Linked DNA regions of Zea mays: all the other regions are linked to region 3. A link is a contact called in public Hi-C data. All regions are on one chromosome and are shown on one strand. Each heading gives the region's core, a stretch centred on a gene start, on an enhancer-like site or on the middle of the called end of the contact. The rest is flanking DNA. Distances are from core to core; before and after follow the strand shown. Region 1 holds the start of LOC100278125. Region 2 holds the start of LOC101027156 (40S ribosomal protein S23). Region 3 holds the start of LOC103635779 (E3 ubiquitin-protein ligase UPL4).

The links. A called contact is a pair of places that touch in the nucleus more often than the background predicts.
Region 1: a Hi-C map of endosperm shows a contact between it and region 3, with 5 times the contacts expected there. The contact joins the promoter of LOC100278125 here to the promoter of LOC103635779 in region 3. A contact is called at or near these places in 2 of 25 Hi-C or Micro-C datasets (endosperm and leaf).
Region 2: a Hi-C map of leaf shows a contact between it and region 3, with 2.3 times the contacts expected there. The contact joins the promoter of LOC101027156 here to the promoter of LOC103635779 in region 3. A contact is called at or near these places in 4 of 25 Hi-C or Micro-C datasets (leaf and seedling).

The regions. Positions count from the first base shown.
Region 1 is chr8:120,236,809-120,241,477 of Zm-B73-REFERENCE-NAM-5.0, forward strand. It overlaps LOC100278125, which reads left to right and starts at 3,419. Exons shown (of 18, transcript NM_001349967.1): 1 at 3,419-3,616. The coding sequence starts at 3,573.
Region 2 is chr8:120,289,590-120,294,199 of Zm-B73-REFERENCE-NAM-5.0, forward strand. It overlaps LOC101027156 (40S ribosomal protein S23), which reads left to right and starts at 2,720. Exons shown (of 4, transcript NM_001294320.2): 1 at 2,720-2,901; 2 at 3,705-3,860; 3 at 3,947-4,073; 4 at 4,154-4,490. The coding sequence starts at 2,897. The coding sequence ends at 4,294.
Region 3 is chr8:120,432,007-120,436,527 of Zm-B73-REFERENCE-NAM-5.0, forward strand. LOC103635779 (E3 ubiquitin-protein ligase UPL4) reads left to right here and starts at 2,022. Exons shown (of 17, transcript XM_008658155.4): 1 at 2,022-3,133; 2 at 3,217-3,327; 3 at 3,400-3,516; 4 at 3,601-3,759; 5 at 3,836-3,994. The coding sequence starts at 2,480.

The DNA.
Region 1 (4,669 bases), core at 2,169-4,668, 190 kb before region 3:
GTAGTCCTCTCCATCAAAGTGAGGAGGTTTGCCAAGTGGAATGGAGAGCAAATGAGTATTTGTACTTTGCGGAATTAACCGTCTTTCTTTTGTCGTAGTCGTTGTCGTCGTTGTCCTTTTGGGAAGAAGTGGACTCGTCGCTGTCGTCGTAGTAGACAATCTCCTTGATGCGCCTCGTCTTCTTCTTCTTCCCATCTCTTCGTTTGTGACCCGAGCCCGAGTCGGTAGGCTTGTCATCTTTCGGCTCGTTGACGAAGCACTCCTTCTCCTTATCATTGATCACAATCCCCTTTCCCTTAGGATCCATCTCTTCGGGCGATTAGTCCCTTTCTTGAAGAGAACGACTCTGATACCAATTGAGAGCACCTAGAGGGGGGGTGAATAGGTGATCATGTAAAAACTTGATATTTAACTCACAAAACTTGATTAGGAGTTAGCACAAATAATGCCAAGTGGCTAGAGAGGAGTCTTAGCAAAACACAATAACCACAAGAAGATCAACACAGATAGACACAGTGGTTTATCCCGTGGTTCGGCCAAGTCCAACACTTGCCTAGTCCACGTTGTGGCGTCCCAACGGACGAGGGTTGCAATCAACCCCTCTCAAGTGGTCCAAAGACCTACTTGAATACCACGGTGTTTTTGCTTTGCTTTACTTTATCCCGCTTGCGAGGAATCTCCACAACTTGGAGTCTCTCGCCCTTACAAAGATGTTCACAAAGAAGCACAGAGTAAGGGAGGGATGAACAACTCACACAAGACACAAAGATCACAGCAAATACGCACACACAAGACCCAGACTTGAGCTCAAGAGACTATCACGAGTTTCACACTAGAACGGAGCTCAAATCACTAAGAATGTCGAACAAGTGCGCAAGAATGAAGTGTGAGTGATCAACAATGCTCAAGGAATGCTTGGTGTTCTCCTCCATGCGCCTAGGGGTCCCTTTTATAGCCCCAAGGCAGCTAGGAGCCGTTGAGAGCAATCCAGGAAGGCAATTCTTGCCTTCTGTCGCTTGGCGCACCGGACAGTCCGGTGCACCACCGGACACTGTCCGGTGCGGATCTCTTTCCTTATTTGGCGAAGCCGACCGTTGGCGCCTTAGAGCCGTTGGCGCACCGGACACTGTCCGGTGCACACCGGACAGTCCGGTGCCCCCTTCTAGCCGTTGGCTCGGCCACGCGTCGCGCCCGGATTAAGCGGCCGACCGTTGGCCCGGCGACCGTTGGCTCATCGGACACTGTCCGGTGCACACCGGACAGTCCGGTGAATTATAGCCGTACGCCGTTAATTATTTCCCGAGAGCAGCAAGTTCGCCTGAGCCAGCCTGGCGCACCGGACACTGTCCGGTGCACCACCGGACAGTCTGGTGCACCCAGACAGAGCTGACTTTGGCTGAACAAAGCCATCTCTCTTCCAATTTGATTTCTCATGTTTCCAGCACTTAGACACAATACATTAGTCTCTAAAACAATGTACTAAGTCTGAGAAACATACCTTTATACTTGATTTGTACTTTATCCACCATTTGACACTTAGGCACTTGTGTTGGACACTAAATCACCAAAACACTTAGAAATGGCCCAAGGGCACATTTCCCTTTCAAAGCCTAAGAGAGTTTTTCACGGGTCGAGCTCGTTACGAAAAATGATCTGGCACCGTGAAGGGGCTACTGTTGGGGTCTGCTTCGTCACCGAAGGTCCCATAAGAAGAAACACCTTCGGAAGACTGGTACAAAGCCGAAGCTATCAACCAAAGAGCTTCAGAATTCATTTCCAAATGCACCGACTTAAAGATGAAATGACCAATCGGCCTGTGATAACTTGTATTATGATTGTAAACCTTTGTAAAGGACATGAATGTTATTTTTCACAGGCTGTGTCCTGTGCCTATAAATAGGTGAACAGTACCCCTGTACTGTTCACGCTATCTTGTATTCGCTTGGGCACAACACTCGGATTTTTGCCTTCTGTCAAGCCGAAGGTATAAATGTAATTAAATATCGTATTTAAATATCCAAGTTTATATAATGAAGACATGTGAATGATATTATATGTTTGTTCATGTTATCTTTCATGTTTCATATGATTCACTTTTCATTTTCTTATATCATGATGATGAAGGTACGTCCTTCATGACTTTCGTCCGAAGATCGTTATATCATAAGGGAAATAATGCTTCGAAAGACGAAGGACATTAACATTTAATACTTTGTGTTGTCTTGTTCTTGACTCATAGCATTTGAAAACAAGTCCCCAACACGTCCCAACTTTCAGCTCTAAATCAAACACATGAAAAATGTTGTAGGGACACACAATACAAAAGGCTTACACGTAGAGATAGATCCATTTGAGCTCATTTCTAGGTTGGAGATGAGCACGGGAAGAGAAGCATTGGCGGTAGTCAAAGCTTGATGCCTGGTAATAGTGGCAATGAGCCAATGACCAATGAGTACTGGAACAGAGGCACGAGTCAGGTATTAAAAACATCGAGTCTCATATATTCTACTAAAATATCGACAACTTGATTTGTGTTTGCACAAAACAACAATTTTCTTACTCCGTATCAACCCAAATCATCAGCGAGCTTAATTTAACACTTAAATTTGGAACTTCAAACTTACGTTTAGATGGTCTAGATGTACATCTATATCTCCCGGCCTCAACTAATTGAGTGCCTGTTTGTTTCGGATTTTCGCAGCTTCTGGCCACCAAAAGCTGTTGCGGACTGTCAAACACTCAGCTTTTCAGCCAGCTTCTATAAAATTCGTTTGGGTAAAAAACATTCAAAATCAACATAAACATATAATCAGTTGAGTCGTCGCAATAGTAGTAATCCGTCACTTTATAGATCCTAAGCCTCATTGACAACTTTATCTTCCTTCGCACGTAATTCTAATGATACTCAGATTCTCTACACAGCCAGATTCTCCCTACAGCTAGATTCTCGGAAAAGCTGGTCAGAAAAAAGTTGAACCAAACAAGTTAGGTTCAAATTTGTACCGTGAACCATGAAATATAGCTTGGCTTTTTAGCTCTGGTATGCCTATCAACAACTATTTTGTCAGCAAGAAGGGAACTTGCTGTAGGTGCCGTCGGTTGCATTCACGGAGACAAAAAGAAAATCCTCAGCAAAGACACTGGGCACCGGACTGGCGACGGCCCAACCGCCGGAAGGCCCGGGATGAAACAACACGAGGTGGCACCATCACGCCGCGCACGGAGGATCGGGATCTCGGTCTCGCGGAGGACACAAGTCACGGAACCCGCACTGCGTACACCACACCGCACACTGCGACTGGCAACTGGGCCCCGTACCTTCCTTCACTTCTCCGTGTCAACCAGGAAAAGACCGCGCGGCGCGACCCACGAGGGTGGTCATCCCCATTTCTCCTCGAACCCCCAGGTCCCCCACACAACGCAGATACGGACACTCTCCTACTCCGCCCTCCCCCTGCGCCCCGCGCAGCGCACGCCCAGCCCAGTCCAGCCGGAGGAGACCAGATCAAAGCGCCACCGCCACGCCGTACTCTAGCTAATCCCGCCGCCGCGCCGGGGTCGCGAGGAGGAGGATGAAGCCCAAGAGCCTCCCGTTCATCGCCTTCGAGCACAAGCGGTGCGTTCCCGTCACCCACCCGGCCGGCCACCCCGCTCTCGTCGCGTTTCGGTAGCTTCCGACGGGTTCGGGCTCCTCCCCACTTGCTCCGCTGCGGAGGTTCCCGCTCCGCGTCCGCGGGTTTTGACGCACGAGTACTTGTGTTCGCTTCCCGGGGATCTCGGCCAGTTGCGGCGCTGGGATTTCTCTTGCCGGTTTTTTCCCCTGGAAATGCGGCGGGAAATTCCGCGCGCTTGCACGCGCCCGCTGGGAATCTGGTCCCCTCCGCGAATCGGAGAAAGGGTAGGCGTTCAGCTTCGTGTGATTTACTTGGTGGAACTGCCCGAATCGGGAGCTCTGCAGTGCTCTGCCGTTTGTCTTTTCGAAAAGATCTGGAGTTTCTGTGGCCGTTTCCTGCACTAGGACGGGCGGTTTTTAGGTTTCGTTTTGGCGGGACAGCGGCTTCTGGAATTATGTCGTGTACTCATCAAATCCGGAGTGAATATGACTAGCTATAGCGAAGTAGCTCTCGCTGTTTTGAATCTGGGAGGGATGCGCATGTAGGACCCTCGAGTTTCAAGCGCTAGGTAGCTGCATTTTAGTTGGAACACTCCTTTCTAGAGATGGCAACGGGGAATTCCCCATCGGGTTTTGGCTCCCCATCCCCGTCCCCGCGATGAAAAAACTTCCCCGCGGGGATCCCCACGAACGCTTGCGGGGGACATTTCTTCCCCATCCCCGTTACCCGCGGGGATAAATCCCCATCGGGGATCCCCGTCCCCGCTTAAATTATAATTAGATCATACTATAATTTGTGATTAATGTAAAACATTTTCACTTATACACATTGTTAGATGTAAAAATCATTATGTGTACATTAAAATGAATGCATTTGTACAACTAGTGATCTCTTGGCAAGATAATTATTTATTTTTTATCATTAACTATTATATGAAAACATCGTCACATGTAAGTTTAACGGGTCCCCGCGGGGAACGAGGATGGGGAATGCTTCCCCATCCCCATCCCCGTTTACCCGTCGGGGGAGAAATTTTCCCCGTTTACATCCCCGTG
Region 2 (4,610 bases), core at 1,470-3,969, 140 kb before region 3:
CTGAAGAAGGGATGCGTAAATAATCCAGATTCTCCTTGCGTATTCATTAGAAAATCCCAGAAGGGTTTTTGCATAGTTTCGGTCTATGTTGATGACTTGAATATCATTGGATATGCTGAGGATATTGAGGAGGCCAGCGCCTACCTCAAGACAGAGTTTGAAATGAAAGACTTGGGAGAAACCAAGTTTTGCTTGGGCCTGCAGATCGAGCATCTCCCAGAAGGAATATTTGTACACCAGTCGACCTATTGTAAAAAGATCCTTGAGAGATTTAATATGATTAAAGCTCACCCTTTAAAGACCCCGATGGTCGTGAGATCCCTTGAAATGGATATCGACCCTTTTAGACCAAAGAGTGATGATGAGAAATCGTTGGGACCTGAAGTTCCTTACCTTAGCGCTATTGGAGCACTGATGTACCTTGCGAATTGCACCAGGCCTGATATTGCATTCACGGTAAATCTACTAGCTAGATACAGTGCAGACCCAACCAGAAGACATTGGGTAGGTGTTAAGACTATACTTAGATACCTCAAAGGCACTCAAGATCTTGGCCTGTTTTTCCGAAGAATCAGGACCAGACTATGGTGGGATATGCTGATGCTGGATATCAGTCAGATCCCCATAATGGTATATCTCAGACTGGCTTTGTATTTCTATGTGGTGGCACTGCTGTATCCTGGAGATCGTGTAAACAGACATTAGTAACAACGTCTACTAACCACTCAGAAATAATCTCACTATATGAAGCCGCACGAGAATGTGCTTGGCTACGACGAATGACTAACTACATCCAGAAGTCATGTGGTTATAACACCGCAAATACCCCCACCATTATCTATGAAGATAATGCTGCATGTGTTGCACAAATGGAAACGAGCTATATTAAGAGCAATATGACTAAGCATATATGTCCTAATTATTTTTATCCTCATGAACTCCAGAACGAGGGTGAGGTAAAAATCCTGCAAGTCAAGTCTTGTGATAATCTGGCTGATTTATTCACTAAATCCTTACCTGCAGTCACATTCAGAAAATGTGTACGAGGTATAGGGATGAGGCATTTGAGAGACCTGCAGGGTTCAGGGGGAGATCACCCCTGAACTTCAACCCTTACAATTCGACTTGAAGATCGTATATTATACACCTTGAAGGTTATAGTTGTCCTGAAGACACCCGTTGTACTCTTTTTCCCATTGTGAGTTTTCCTGAAGTTTCTCACATATGGTTTTTAACGAGACAACAAGTGCAATACATCAAGTGACACTATGCTCTCTTTCTCCATTTTTTTCTCACTGGGTTTTTCGGAGTTTTGATGAGACACAAGTCGTCACGGTATTCGCCCAAGGGGGAGTGTTGAGAAACCCTAAAAGGGGTTTAATGGGCTAATACCGAAACTGCCCTTAGGGGTACACAAGTTATATATATGTACTCATACCCCTCATAATAAAGATAGACAGAAAGAGCTTCCATCTATTGTGTCTCTTGTTCCTCTCTGTGTTGGATTGCTGGGAAGGGAACGGGCTTCTACAACTTCTCACGTCCCTACTGTTGTCGGGAGGGTTCGGAGTCCGGATCGGGGATCTGCGACAACTACGTTGTTCAACAGTTTTAAGCCCATACTTGTACCGGCATGTCTTATTATTAGAGCAACCCAAGAGATTAGCTAAAAAAACTAGCCAAATTTACTAATTTAGCTACTCTCTAAAATAGATTTTAGAGGAAAAGTGTAGACTAATCCAACAGACTCGGTAAACCTACGGACTAAATAGAGAGTGAAGCAGACTATCCAAAATTGGAGAGCAAAGATGGAGAAATAGAGAGCCACTAAATTTGAAGAGTCGTTTACGGAGTCTATAGATACATTTTTCTTTTAATATTAGTTAAATTTACCTTTACAAAACCATATACCTAGTCTCTTGGAGTTGCTCTTAACCTGATAAAAATGACAATACGAAACTAATACAAAAGGACAGGTAGTTTAGTGGTTAATAGCCGATGCGTCTATGGTGATTTTATCAATCCCAAAGAATTTATATACGTTCTTAGGGTGAATGTGCGTGTATTGTGAGTGGAATTATTAACCTAATTCTATTTATTAAAATCAAACAAATCATATGCCCCACACGCAGAGAGACAGGGAATCCTCTTTCATTTTCCAAAAAAAAAACCCATAAGGTCTAGATTAAATAAATACTAGATACGTCAAAATCTTAGCTCGACATGGGATTTTCGTTAAATGTAATGTCAAGCATTTTTCTGAGTCAATTTTGTATTTCATATTCGATGTTCAACCATAATATAACATTTTTTTTTGCCGAAAATAACGAAAAATTTAAACTGAACCACGTGACCTAATTCGCCATAATGGACATGTATAAGACCCAAACACGACACGATAATCAAACCGGATCGACATAGACCTGGTGGGCAACGTCATGCTATGTTTGGATCGATCCAAACCGCTGCTCATTGTAAAGGCTTGGAATGACGTGTTTGAACAATATTCAAAAAATGTGTAACGTTTTGTTAGAAAGGTTAACACATGAAAATATACGATGTTCAAAGATACTAAACATGTATCTGATATGCGGGCTCACCATTCAGTCTTCTCTTTAGTGGATCGTGCAAAATATGATACATGACACTACAGATCACACAAAAACCAATCGCGCAACCTGATCCCGCTCACATGTTGACCGTACGATACGACCGAAGCAGCCGCAGCACTCATCGTGACGCAGATCAAGCAAACCCTAACTGCCAACGCTACTATAAAATGTTTTTCTCGCCTCTCCTCGCTCCCGTAGCCGCCGCCGGCCTCCAACTCTAACCCCGTTGCTTCCGGCTCCCGCAGCGTCGCCGACCTTCACAGCCGGTTCCTTCCTCCGCCACCATGGGGTGAGTCTCCACCTTCTCGTTCCGGTGGTCTCCTGCGCCCGTGCTCGTTGTTTCGAGGCGTTCCTTTTACCGCAGCAAAGCCTTTGTTTTCTCGCGTTGATGCGTAGATTTTGCTGCGTGGCTTATGATTTAGCCAGTTTTCTGATGTGATTAGCGAATGGAATCGGGTTAGAGCGAAAAGGAAAACCAGAGCTTATTGACGGTCCAGTGCTGGTCAGATTATACGCCGCCAGTACTAAACATATTCATAAGCTACACTAATCCGTTGCCGCCGTGTAACCATGTGCTCTAGGATTCAATCGCTTGGGTCCATGAGGTTATGCGTGGTAGCATACAAGTCCTCTGTGAAAGGAGTATCCGACGTTTTAAGGATCTCTTCTCGTTTGATCTGTCTTGTTATTGTTAAGTTTATTCATGTTTTTTTTTGTTATGATGTTATAACTTATAAGTGAGCGCCGCTCGTCATTGGTCAACGTTCTATAGATGGATGGATATACTTGGTTGGTCTAAGCTAAAAGAGTGGATTCGTGTGTAGCTTCTGTTTACATTCTAATAGGTGAAATGGTGGATGTTTGCAATTCTGATACAACTCGGTCAAAATTATCTCATGAATGAATTTACACTGTTACATTTTGATGCATGATTGTATCTGGTTGTGCATTTGCTATATGATTTTTATTTAGCATGATAGAGTTGGTCATGGTGTGCAAGTTTATGCAATTGACATGGAGAACTCTGGTTCATGAGTTGCAGAGCCTGCGATTTATGTGAGTTAACTTATCGATCTTGAATTCACATCACAGGAAGACACGTGGTATGGGAGCTGGGCGCAAGCTCAAGACCCACCGCAGGAACCAGAGGTGGGCTGACAAAGCATACAAGAAGAGCCACTTGGGCAATGAGTGGAAAAAACCTTTTGCTGGATCATCTCACGCCAAGGGCATCGTTCTGGAGAAGATGTATGTCGGATATGGGAATGATCTGTGCTTTTGTTATGTTGTACTTCATGTTCTTGGGCTAAGGTGTGTTTGCTTCCATTGTGTAGTGGTATTGAGGCCAAGCAGCCAAATTCGGCCATCCGTAAGTGTGCCCGTGTTCAGCTGGTGAAGAATGGAAAGAAGATTGCTGCCTTTGTGCCGAATGATGGTTGCCTAAACTACATCGAGGAGAATGTATGTCTGTTGACCAATTCACCTTGTAATGATTGTCAAGATCTATGTAATGAAAAAGCTAACCATCTCTCTTGCTGTAGGATGAGGTGTTGATTGCTGGATTTGGTCGTAAGGGTCATGCTGTGGGAGACATTCCTGGTGTCAGGTTCAAGGTTGTTAAGGTGTCTGGTGTGTCGCTGCTTGCACTCTTCAAGGAGAAGAAGGAGAAGCCAAGGTCTTAGATCACTTTCGGTAGTCAAGAATGGTGTAAACTGCCCAAGGCTCTATTGTCAAAGTTAAAGTTCTGCTAGCAACTCAGCTGTTAAATCTGAGCTGTACCTTTTTGTTAACATTGTTACAGTATTACAGAGTTCTGTTTCCATTTTGAAGATATTAATATTGCATCGGCATGTGCACTGTTGCTTGTTTTGCCTTTTTTCACAGCCAGGTATCCTGAGTTTAAGATATGTTTCATATAAAATCCATACACTAACAATCCTCAATGCCTCATCAAATGTTACATTTTCCAAATATTTCTTGTATAGTTTCATATTAGTA
Region 3 (4,521 bases), core at 772-3,271:
CCGGACACTGTCCGGTGCCCGATTTGTTTCCATAAACAGCGCAGCCGACCGTTGCTGACTGTTCCAGATCTGGGAGCCGTTGGCGCACCGGACAGTCCGGTGCACACCGGACAGTCCGGTGCCCCCCTTCCGACCGTTGGCTCGGCCACGTGTCTCGCGCGGATTGCGCGGTCGACCGTTGGCCCAGCCGACCGTTGGCTCACCGGACAGTCCGGTGCACACCGGACAGTCCGGTGAATTATAGCCGAAGTCGCCAGAGAAAAACCCGAGAGCGGGCAGTTCGCGCCGAGTGAGTCTGGCGCACCGGACACTGTCCGGTGCACACCGAACAGTCCGGTGCTCCAGACCGAGCTAGGTCTTGGCTGTACACAGCCAAGCTATTTGCACCGCTTCTCTTTTCTTCTTCTTTCTGTTTCCCACACTTAGACAAGTATATTAGTACACAAAACCAATGTATTAAGACTTAGAAACATACCTTTTATCTTGATTTGCACTTTGTTCCTCCAGAAGCATAAATACACATTTAAGCCCTTGTGTTGACACTCAATCACCAAAATACTTAGAAATGGCCCAAGGGCACATTTCCCTTTCAAACCCGCCGCCCCGCACCTGCCGTTTCGGAGCGAACGACGGCTGGCCGTCCACGTCGAACAGCAGCACCTCCTCGACGCGCAGATCTCCTCCTCGGCGCGATCTCGAGGCTCGGCGGACGCGGCGGACGGGGTTGATGAAGGAGCGCGGGGGAGAGGTCGATCGACCACCTTCCATGGAGATCGTGGGCGAGCAGATCAGTTGTTTGGTGGGGGCAGCGTGGGCGGGATGGGCGGGCTCGGCCGTGGATCGCGCCGAGGAGGAGATCTGCGCGCCGAGCAGGAGATCTGTCATGCCGACAGAAGTTCGGTGGGGGAGCGGATTACGTCGGTGGTGAGCATCCTCGACGTAGGCGCGGTTGTACTTGTTGTCCATACCTTCATGGAGCAGCAGAGGTGGTAGTCGGCGGCGTAGTCCCACCACACCCAGGGGCGACCGAAGGCGTTGGCGACGCGTGCACGCAGAGCTTACGCAGGTTCTCCACCACCATGTCCCTGTCGTCGTAGCCGGTGACCAGGTCGTCGTCCGGGTTCGGCGCGCAGTAGCGGTCACGGTTGGCCCAGATCTGCGAAAAGTGGATTGAGAACATGGAGAAGCGGTTAGCGAAGACGACGCCCTCGACGAGGGGAATGGATGAGTTGCGATGGGTTGACGACGCCGTCATGCGACCCTCGCTCGCCATAAGTAGCCGAGAAACCTCCGTGTAGCGCTTGCTCGGCTCCGATGCGAGGGTGGAGGCGTCTGCTGAGGCAGACGGGACAGTTGTAGCCTCTAGAGCCGGTGGGCAGATTTGGTGGAAGCAGCGAGCAAAAAAGGGAAGGAACATCCTTTTCGCTCTCCGTGTGTCGCCGGGGCTGGGGCCGCCAGTGAGGGGGGCCGAGAGGCGTGCGGCGGGATGCCACCGCCGTGGGAGCCGGAGCCACCAGCGATGGGGGGCGGGAGACGCGCGACTTGGCCCTTGTGCGGGGTGGCGAGGATGGAGCTCGTCCCGGACCTGGCGAGCACGTCGCAGAGCGGGCGGGGACTGCGGAGGGCGGGCGGGCGGATCATGGCGTTCGCGGCTGTCGCGGCGGGCAGGTGGCTCTAGCGATGGGGCGGGAGACGCGCGACTTGGCCCTTGTGCAGGGTGGCGAGCATGGAGCTTGTCCCGGACCTGGCGAGCACGTCGCAGAGCGGGCGTGGATTGCGGCGGGCGGGCGTGGATTGCGGCGGGCGGGTGGGCAGATCGTGGCGTTTGCGGCTGTCGCGGCGGGTGGGCGGAGGGCAGGCGGGGATTGCGGCGGGCGGGCGTGCGGATCGCGACAGGGGCAGAGAGGCGGGGGCAGTCTACGGTACTCTCTTAATAGTTAGTAGAGATCAGTCGTTTTAACCCGATGGAACAAACACACCATACCAGCCAGTAACACGACGAAGGCACCCCACGACCCCAGTGCACGCTCTCAAAAGTCAAAACAACCCAGCCCGGTGCGGAAGCGAGTAGAACTGCAGAACAGCGGCTCCATCTTCAGAGTGGAGTCCAGTGCCTCCACAGTCTAACCAGACCACCGGGCAGGCCGCACCGTCTCCTACAGTATGGCGGTGGAGCCGAACCAATGCCCAAACAATCTGGTACCGCCCGCGGATTTTGCATCAAAACCGCCCGGAACCACATGAAAGTCTCGCGATTTTGCCCCGATCCGCGAAACCAAAACAAACTTTTGGACTAAAAACCAAGTAACCAAGACCCGCACGCCTCCCGTATCTATCCATGCGCCCCCGATTGGGGACCCGATCGACCGAATGATCGCTGCCCGTGCTGTGCCAAAAAGCGGTCAGGCAAGAAGGGAGCGCGCTGGCGTCCGTCATCGGCGAGGGCTCTGGGGCTGCGACGGCAAGCGGGAGCCCGCCGATGGATCGCTGCCGGAAGAGGCCCGACTCCGACCCCGAAGGCTGCAGCGAACCCGAACCCCCCGCCGATAAGCGCCCGTGCACAGCGGAACCCTCGACCTCCGCGGCCGCGGTCGCCGCCGCTCCTCCGCCCGGCGCGCGCCAGGCTGAGCAGGGCGGCTCGGATATGGACACCTCGTCGTCCGGCCACCACGGCGATGCTGATGTCGACGCGGATGATGGGGACGGTGATGGCGATGGCGATGGCGATGGCGATGGGGGGTCGTCGTGCGAGTCGGATGGGGACGGGAGCCCGGGGCCGCGCGGCAGCGGGGGCGGGAGGTTCCAGCGGATGGTGGACGCGGTGGCAGACGATGGCGCGGGGCAGGACGCGCTGTTGGCGGCGCTCACGGAGCTCTGCGAGGCGCTATCGTTCTGTACGGAGGACGTCGGTGGGTACTTCCCCACAGAGGCAGCCGCGCGAGCGCTGGTGCGCCGGGCCGGCGGCGGCGATGGCGCGGGTACTACCCCGGACGTGATTCTGCTGTCCGTACGCGCCATCACGTACCTCTGCGACGCCATGCCGCGTGCCGCTGACGCCGTCGTCCGCCACGGCCTCCTCCCCGTGCTCTGCTCCCGGCTGCTAACCATCGAGTACGTCGATGTTGCTGAGCAGGTAACCCGAAAGATCTTACGGCCTGATCGGGTGATCACATTTACCTTGAGGCGCTTTATCCGACCATTCTGTTGCGTATGCAGTGCTTGCAAGCATTTGAGAAGATATCACGGAGGCAGCCTACCCAGTGCTTGCAGGCTGGCATGATCAACGCTGTGCTGGCATTCATTGACTTCTTCGCTGCAAGTATTCAGGTAAGAAATAATCACATTCGAAACTGGGAATTTAGTGCATTTGCTAATTTGATGCGCACTTCCATGGTTCAGAGGGTTGCAGTGTCAGCTGTCGCAAATGCCTGCAAAAAGGTCCCGTCAGATTGCTCCCAATTTGTTCTGGATGCGGTCCCAACTCTCTGTAATCTTCTGCAATCTGAGGACAAAGTGGTACTGTTGTCCCCCATCTAATTGAGATCATTCTATCATGTAAAGAATGCTCTGCTTCTGGTTGTAATCGATATCAATTTCCAGATAGTAGAGAAGGTTGCAGCTTGCCTGGTAAGCATTGCGGACTCCTTTAGCACTTCGGTTGATCTTGTCGATCATCTCTGCCACCAGGGTGTTATGGAGAAGGTCCTACCTTTGATCCACACTGGTGGACTCACGGCCCTTAGCCCATCGACATGTAGTGTATGTTTGCTCTATAACTTCTTGTTTATGCTCGATATGTGTTGAGGGAGCTGACCATTGTGTCTCATCGTTGCAGAATCTGATTGGGCTTCTTGCTAAGCTAGCCTGTACTTCACTTGTGGCAGTGAAATCTCTGTTTGAGCTGGGTGTTAGTAGCACAATAAAGGGGATTTTGATCACTTCAGACATTTCCCATGGCATGCCATATTTGCCTCTGGAAAAACAAAACAATCAGGTTGGCCTTTTCACATCTTTACTTCCAGCCAAGTAGTACTAGATGTGCATAGCAGACATGTTCTGTTGCTGTGCTTTTCACAATATTTTTTATATCTATCATGATGTATATTTTTTCTCATAAACAAAAAGATGCATGTGCTCTTCCCTTGACTCATCTGCATTCAATAATTTTGCCTTTTTACATTGATTTACTAGTATATGTTACTATGTTTATATGAACTGAGGAAGTTTAATGAAGATAATGTTAGAGACCATCCCTAGTAATTATGCCAGAGTGCATGCTAAAACTGTGTATGACATGCCATATTCTTAGAGTGCAAACTACATTTACAACTTATTACAATTTCACCAAATGCATCGCTTCTCTTATTAAAAAAAACTCGGCCGGTGAGGGAAAGACCGCCCTCCCGGTATTATATTAAGAAGAGACCGAAACAATGGTCCCGACCGAGAAAATCCCCGAACCCTGGCCCCCCATCACTAACGGGCCGGCGTCAATTGTCCACTCTGCAATGGCCCAACTGG